2 separate regions of the Sus scrofa genome follow, and region 1 is linked to region 2. A link is a contact called in public Hi-C data. All regions are on one chromosome and are shown on one strand. The core of a region is the stretch at or near the end of the contact, and the rest is flanking DNA. Distances in the headings are between cores, read along the strand shown.

Region 1 (2,940 bases), core at 235-2,734, 330 kb before region 2:
TGAGGGGATTAAACACTCTGGCCCACCCTCGCACATGTTAGCCTCTGCTCACCGGCTCTACTTATTGCCTCAGTACCCCCAGGGAAGAAAGACCCATCTGCTCATGGCTTGGTCAGCACCCAGGAAGTGCATTAGGCCATGCTTTTACCAGGGTTACTGACTGTCTCTGAAAGGTTAGGGGCAATGAGACACATCTACTCTTTCAGCACATGTCACAGAAACTCAGGCAGTGGTTACCTGTCTGGAGATGTAGCTGGTCTTCTGGTTCTCTATTCTACCTTCTTAAATCAAGACTGACATCTCAGATTCAGACGTGAGGAAAAGGGGCGTTCACTTAGCTATCTGAGCCCAAACTTCACTCTCCAATCTGTATTTGACCAGAACAAAACTGCATTAGAGAGCAGCTGGGTGCTTTCCATGCTAATAGTGGTCGTTGGCTTCCTATTGAGATATCAGCCATTCACCTTGGTAAACCTCCCGAGACGAAGGATGGAGGGGATCTGAGGGGTGCTCCTGGACCACGGGCTGTGATGCCATCTTAATCACTCTCACAGCCACACATGCATTTCCAAGCTCAACTCCATAACTCAGATTTTTTGCTGCGATGTGACACAAGCCACTTGTACCTTAAAGGACCTTAAGTAGACTACAGCAGTAGAAAAGCTGAGTTGAGAGAGTTCCCATTGTGGCACAGTGGAAACAAATCCAGCTAGTATCTGTGAGAATACAGGTTTGATCCCTGGCCTTGCTTAGTGGGTTGGGGATCCTGCATTGCCGTGAGCTGCGGTGTAGGTCGCAGATACGGCTCAGATCCTACATTGCTGTGGCTGTGATGCCGGCTGGAAATGGTAGCTCTACTTCAACCCCTAGCCTGGGAATTGCCATAGGCTGTGGGTGTGGCCCTAAAAAGACAAAAAAAAAAAAAAAAAAAAAAAAAGAAGAGAAAAGCTGAGTTGAAATGGTCCATAATTTGTGACCTAACTTGTGTCTTGAGGTGAATTTATCAAAAGGGCATTACTAGACTGAAGGAAGGTAGAGTCTCAAGTGGCAAGTGATTACCAATGCTGAGGTAAAGAATATTTTGAACAAATTGATGTCTTGAAATATACATCCACCTACCTAGCCTAGTAACAAAGGAACAAGGAAGGAGAACTTTTTCTAAAATGCTGTCCATGGGTTAATTCTAATGAGAAGGCCCATTAGGAAAAGCTCCCCAGCACTCCACCCCCCAAACGATGTGGCAGGGATGAGAGGACCCTCAGGAGGTTAATCTGGGACCACTCCCCAAAGAGGATTAAATGCCCCTCATGTCTGATGGTAGATGGCACATCCTTTCTTTTCCTTTCTCTGTCTTTTTTTTTCCCCACTTCTGCAGAAACGCAATCGGGAGGCATCAGAACGACGGGCATGTTACCCACCACAGTCTTCAGAAACTCCAGCAATGTAACCATGTCTGGAAGTTGGTTATCTCACTTTTCAAGTGAGTTAAAGTCATTCTGCCACGTCCTTAAATTTTCCAAAGGGAAGAGGAAACACTCTGTTCAGTTTTCTAGTTTCACAACCACTTATAATTATTCTGTAATAAAAAGCAGAACTATCAGTTGTGAAACTACAAACTAAAGAATGACTATAATTTTTGAAACTGTGCCATTAACCATTAATTTCTCTCCTTATTTTTATAGTTGGTTTACATTTCCTAGTGGGTTCGTAACACGTATAACTTTTGTAAGGTAGTACAAATTAGGTACTATTTACAGGTTACTTAATAACTGCAAGGAAAAAATGAGATCACAAATAGTGGCGCATTGCCACAGGATCCACATGGCAGGTGGCCAAGCCACCAGGGAGAAATCTCTTTCCCTATGGTTGTCAAAAAAAGAATTCCCTGAAGGCAGCTGTCCCCATCCTGTCATTTTTACACAGCCAGAGTCCCCTGTAACAGGAACTGCCTGAGCAAAATTTTTGGGAAGATGTCATTTGCAATTAGTACAGCACCATTCAAACGGGCTAGATTATCTCTATTCACTTATTTTGAAAATTCAAACAAGGTTTGGGGCTTAAAATCTGTTTCTTTTTATGACTGAATTAAGACTCTGTGAAATTTCACGAAGGAGCCCAAGTTCTAGGATACTGGCTCAGTAGGGCTGAAATCGTCCAGTGTGCTTAAATGTTTGCAAGAGTTGTAAAATCAATTTCTACTTCCTAAAATTGGTATTTATCAGGAAAATGAACTAATCATTTGGGATCAATTAAATGCACATTGTTACTGTCATATGAATCATAGCAGCTCATCAAATGAACAGTAAAGAAAAAATTTAACTCGGCATGAACCAACCTGATTATTCAGTTGACTGAATTAAAATTATTATAGCTAATAATAAAGCTGCCAGAGGTAACAGTAAAAATACAGGATGCCCAAATAAAGTGGAATTTCAGATAAACAATGAATAAATTTTTAGTTTGAGTATGTCTTGGGCAATATTTAAGAGTTCATAGGTGGGTTATGGTTGAAAAGGAGACTATTATAGTTTGGCAGGCAAGAGATGTTGGATGTAATTCAGATCAGAATGGTGAATACGATTGAGGATTAAACTGGACAGAATTTGGTGCTGGTCGTCTCTGGGTGAGAAACGATGGAAAGAGGTCTCGTTTGGTGGTGTGGGCAGGGATGCATGCAGGATGGTGAGTTGAGGTCATGGTGTGATCTCCAAGGCATGTTCAGCAGACAGCTAGATATGTAGGTCTGAAGATCAGAGGAAAGTATACGGGCTGAAAGACGTAATTTACAAAGTATCAGTTGGCAAGTGGAAGTCCTCTGTGTATATGTCATCCTCTGGGAAAAACGGAGAGTGAGATGTGGTAGGGTCTTGAGAGGTTCCAACATCTACTTATATAAGATTGATACAACTTATAGCCGAGCCTCTGCCTAACCCAGAGAGT
Region 2 (3,307 bases), core at 41-2,540:
ATATGTAAATATTGAACGCCTACCTTGGCAGTTTAAAAATTGAGGTATAGCGGCTCACAGCACGAGTGAACAACGCTTTAGTGAGTGGGCTTTGACCGTTAATCCTCTGGTTAGCTGTGTACACGTGCTTTTTACCCTACTCTAAGGGGAGACTGAGTTGGGATTAAAAGATTGGACTGACCGAGACGTGCTTTTTACCCTACTCTAAGGGGACTGAGTTGGGATTAAAAGATTGGACTGACCGAGACGTGCTTTTTACCCTACTCTAAGGGGAGACTGAGTTGGGATTAAAAGATTGGACTGACCGAGTCTGGGACCTCCCTGCCGCAGACCAGGTTCTCTGCCGTGGGCTCGTGATGGACAGACAGCCCTCCCTGCCAGAAGCCCAGCTCTGGCAAGAAAGTGTGTCTCCATCCTGCACACATGGGCTGAGACGTAAACAAGACCTTAAAAAGGGGAGAGCTGTGGACGCCGTTCCGAGAGCTGACCCGAAGCAGGGAGAGAAGGTGGTGGTTTATGGTCTGCGTAGGATGCGTTTCGTAGGTTTTGAGTCAGGCCCAATTTCAGCGAAGAGGGCCTGGACACCTCTCCTCGGCAATGAAGCCGGTGGCACATACAGGACCAGAGTATCCATTTATTGGCCATGCACTATCCCTAGCACGGTAGGAGCCAAAAGCTGCACGGAGGGCAGCTCTGAATGATTGCTTTGCGGCTGATGCTGACTAGAGGATTAGGGGCGATGCTGAGTTAGGGGCATTGGGGGGTAGGACACTGGGTTTGACCCCAATGTCTGGCAGGTCACTGAGTCTTCTAGGAGGTCAGAGAAAAGAAAGCTCATTTTCAGCTTGGCTTCATCTAAAAAAAAATAATAATAAGTTTTTCATCTGGGATGGAAAGTTTGGGCTTTTTGATAGCAGGTCCCTGATTGTGTTGGTTTTTCTCCTCCCTCTCTGAGGACTGTGCCTTTTCAGTTGAGTCTGTTAGCGTTTCTTTTCTTATATCGTCATTGCATGTGGTCGTCTTTGACTTTGATCTTTTCTTTTCACAACTTTCTCCTCAGACAATTTCATCCGTGCTATAGGTCCATTACTCTCCTCATTAATGGCATTCCGATCTCCAGATTAAGGCTCTTCTCACATCCAGTTGCCTCGACCTGGATGTCTGAGAGAGACGTCCCTGGAGTATCTCCAACTCAATACAGGCTCGTTTCTCGCAAGCCTCGCCCTCACTCTCGGTCTCTGGCTTAGAAAATGATACCACCATCCAACCAGCTGCTCAAGCCAAAAACCACAGAGTCACATGTAACCCCTCTGACTTCTTGCTTCATATCCAGCTTAACCAGTTTTCCTCAGTGTGTCTCTAAAGAAACACTGTGATCTTTTTATACCCGCGACCGTAACCTCAGTGCCCTGTGGGCAGCCTCGGCAGCGGTTTCCCTGCAAAAACCGTGACACTCACCCTCGCTGACCCTCTGTTTATTCTTCACCGTGAAACCGAAGTCCGTCTGTGTGTTTCGCGTCCATTCTGAAGTGAGAGAGGCCATCTGTGACGACCACAGACTGTGTGACTCCAGCTAGAGTAACAGCAGAGGACTTTGGAGATAGTAGAAAAACTCAGTGGTTGCCAGAAGTTCCCAGGAGGTCAGGGGTGAATAGGCAGAGCACAGGGGATTTTTAGGGCAGGGCAACTATTCTGTGAAATTCTGTCTTCATGGACACGTGGCATGAGACCCAGAGAGAATGCAACACCGAGAGGGACGTCTCATGTCACCTATGGATGATGGGTGATAATGATGTGTCCCAGTGGCCATCGTTGTCATGACTGTACCTCTAAGGCGAGGGTTCTCGTTGGGGGAGGCTGTGGGTAAGTGGGGGAGAGAGATACATGGGAACCCCTTCCTTGCTGCTCAGTTTTTCTGTGACTCTAAAACGACTCTAAAAACATCCGTTCTAATCTCGCATCCCCTCCTTTCCTCTCGAAAGGGCTTTATGAGCTCCCCAGTGCCACCTTGGCATAGTCCTTCTCCACCTCTGCCGCTTCATTTCCTCTTGCCCCCTTGGCTCTCTGGCTCTCTGCTGCTCTCATTTAAATGTGAACACTACAGGCCCGGTCTTGCCAAGGGGCCTGCGCCCTCCTCCGTGCCTCACCCCTGTCTCCAGACCCTTTAGACCCGAGCGCGTTGTCAGTTCGTCCGGGAAGGCTGCCCTGAGAATCACGTTCTTCTGCCAAGTTGATGGCTTTTGCTCTCGTGTTAAAAACCCAAGTTATTTCCCCAGAGCCTCTACCACTGTTATATTGAGATATTTAGAATAATTATTCATGGTTATTTATTAATACCCCCCTCCCCTCCCCGGCTGTAAGCACCACAAGACAGGACTCAGCCTGTCTTTGCTCACCACGCAGCCTAGCATTAACTCTGGAGGTTGGAAAATCAGAGATATTTAGGAAACGTTTGCTGGATTAGTGAATGGGAGGAGAAAGAAGGATTGGCAGACGAGCTGATTGTGACATGCGTTCACTCTCTTCTCCAGCCACCAAAATATACATTAATCTCTCAGAAAAGGACTTTGACCTTTTTTTGGGGGGGCTGGGGAGAGGCTGCACCTGTGGCATGTGGAAGTTCCCAGGCTAGGAGTCAAATCAGAACTACAGCTGCTGGTCTACACCACAGCCACAGCCACAGCCACAGCCACGCCAGATCCGAGCTGCATCTTTGACGTGAGCTGCAGCTTGCGGCAACACTGGATGCTTACCCACTGAGACCACTGAGAGAGGCTGGGGATTGAACCCACATCATCATGGAAACTAGTCAGGTTCTTAGCCAGCTAAGCCACAGCAGGAACTCCCTCACCATTTTTAAAAGTCCCATCACAGGACAAAAAAAAAAAAAAAAAAAAAATTAACCCTAAGCTTCCGTATTTCATGTGGTCACTCCATTCTGTGGGTTCTTGTGATTCTATATCTGTTTCTCCTTTGAGGCATTTAGAGCTTAGAGTGAACAGTATGAAAATAGTTTCTCAACAGTGGTGATTGTCTGATGTCAGGTCTTCACTCTACGTCTAGCTGCTTCTCCAGTTTGGAAAATCGTCTGTGATGGGTGGTCACTCAAAAAAACAAACAAAAAAAAAAGAGGTGTGCTGTTTATTGCTCGGTGACAGAGGCAGAAATAAAATCACTGTTTATGGATGGGGCTGCCTTGAGTTCTCTGGAAGGTGTCCTTATGGCAGCCAGCACTGAAGCCAAGCCACCCTGAGGCCATCTGCTTCTGAGGCCTGTTGCCGTTTGTTCCCAAGTGGTCTCCACGGCA

What was found. A called contact is a pair of places that touch in the nucleus more often than the background predicts.
Region 1: a contact with region 2 is called in a Hi-C map of liver, with 4 times the contacts expected there. The contact joins two enhancer-like sites. A contact is called at or near these places in 3 of 47 Hi-C or Micro-C datasets (embryonic fibroblasts and liver).

Annotation. Positions count from the first base shown.
Region 1 is chr5:100,609,520-100,612,459 of Sscrofa11.1, reverse strand. The region is part of intron 1 of LIN7A (protein lin-7 homolog A); the gene reads right to left. Among named protein-coding and RNA genes, the nearest start is that of LIN7A, 77 kb to the right of the region's middle. Within about 2 kb of position 1,484, at least 5 of the 83 cell types and tissues checked have an H3K27ac peak or open chromatin away from gene starts, as enhancers often do. A contact at or near this core is called in liver, where this site is marked.
Region 2 is chr5:100,283,629-100,286,935 of Sscrofa11.1, reverse strand. All of the region lies in intron 13 of ACSS3 (acyl-CoA synthetase short-chain family member 3, mitochondrial), which reads left to right. Among named protein-coding and RNA genes, the nearest start is that of ACSS3, 140 kb to the left of the region's middle. Within about 2 kb of position 1,290, at least 15 of the 83 cell types and tissues checked have an H3K27ac peak or open chromatin away from gene starts, as enhancers often do. A contact at or near this core is called in liver, where this site is marked.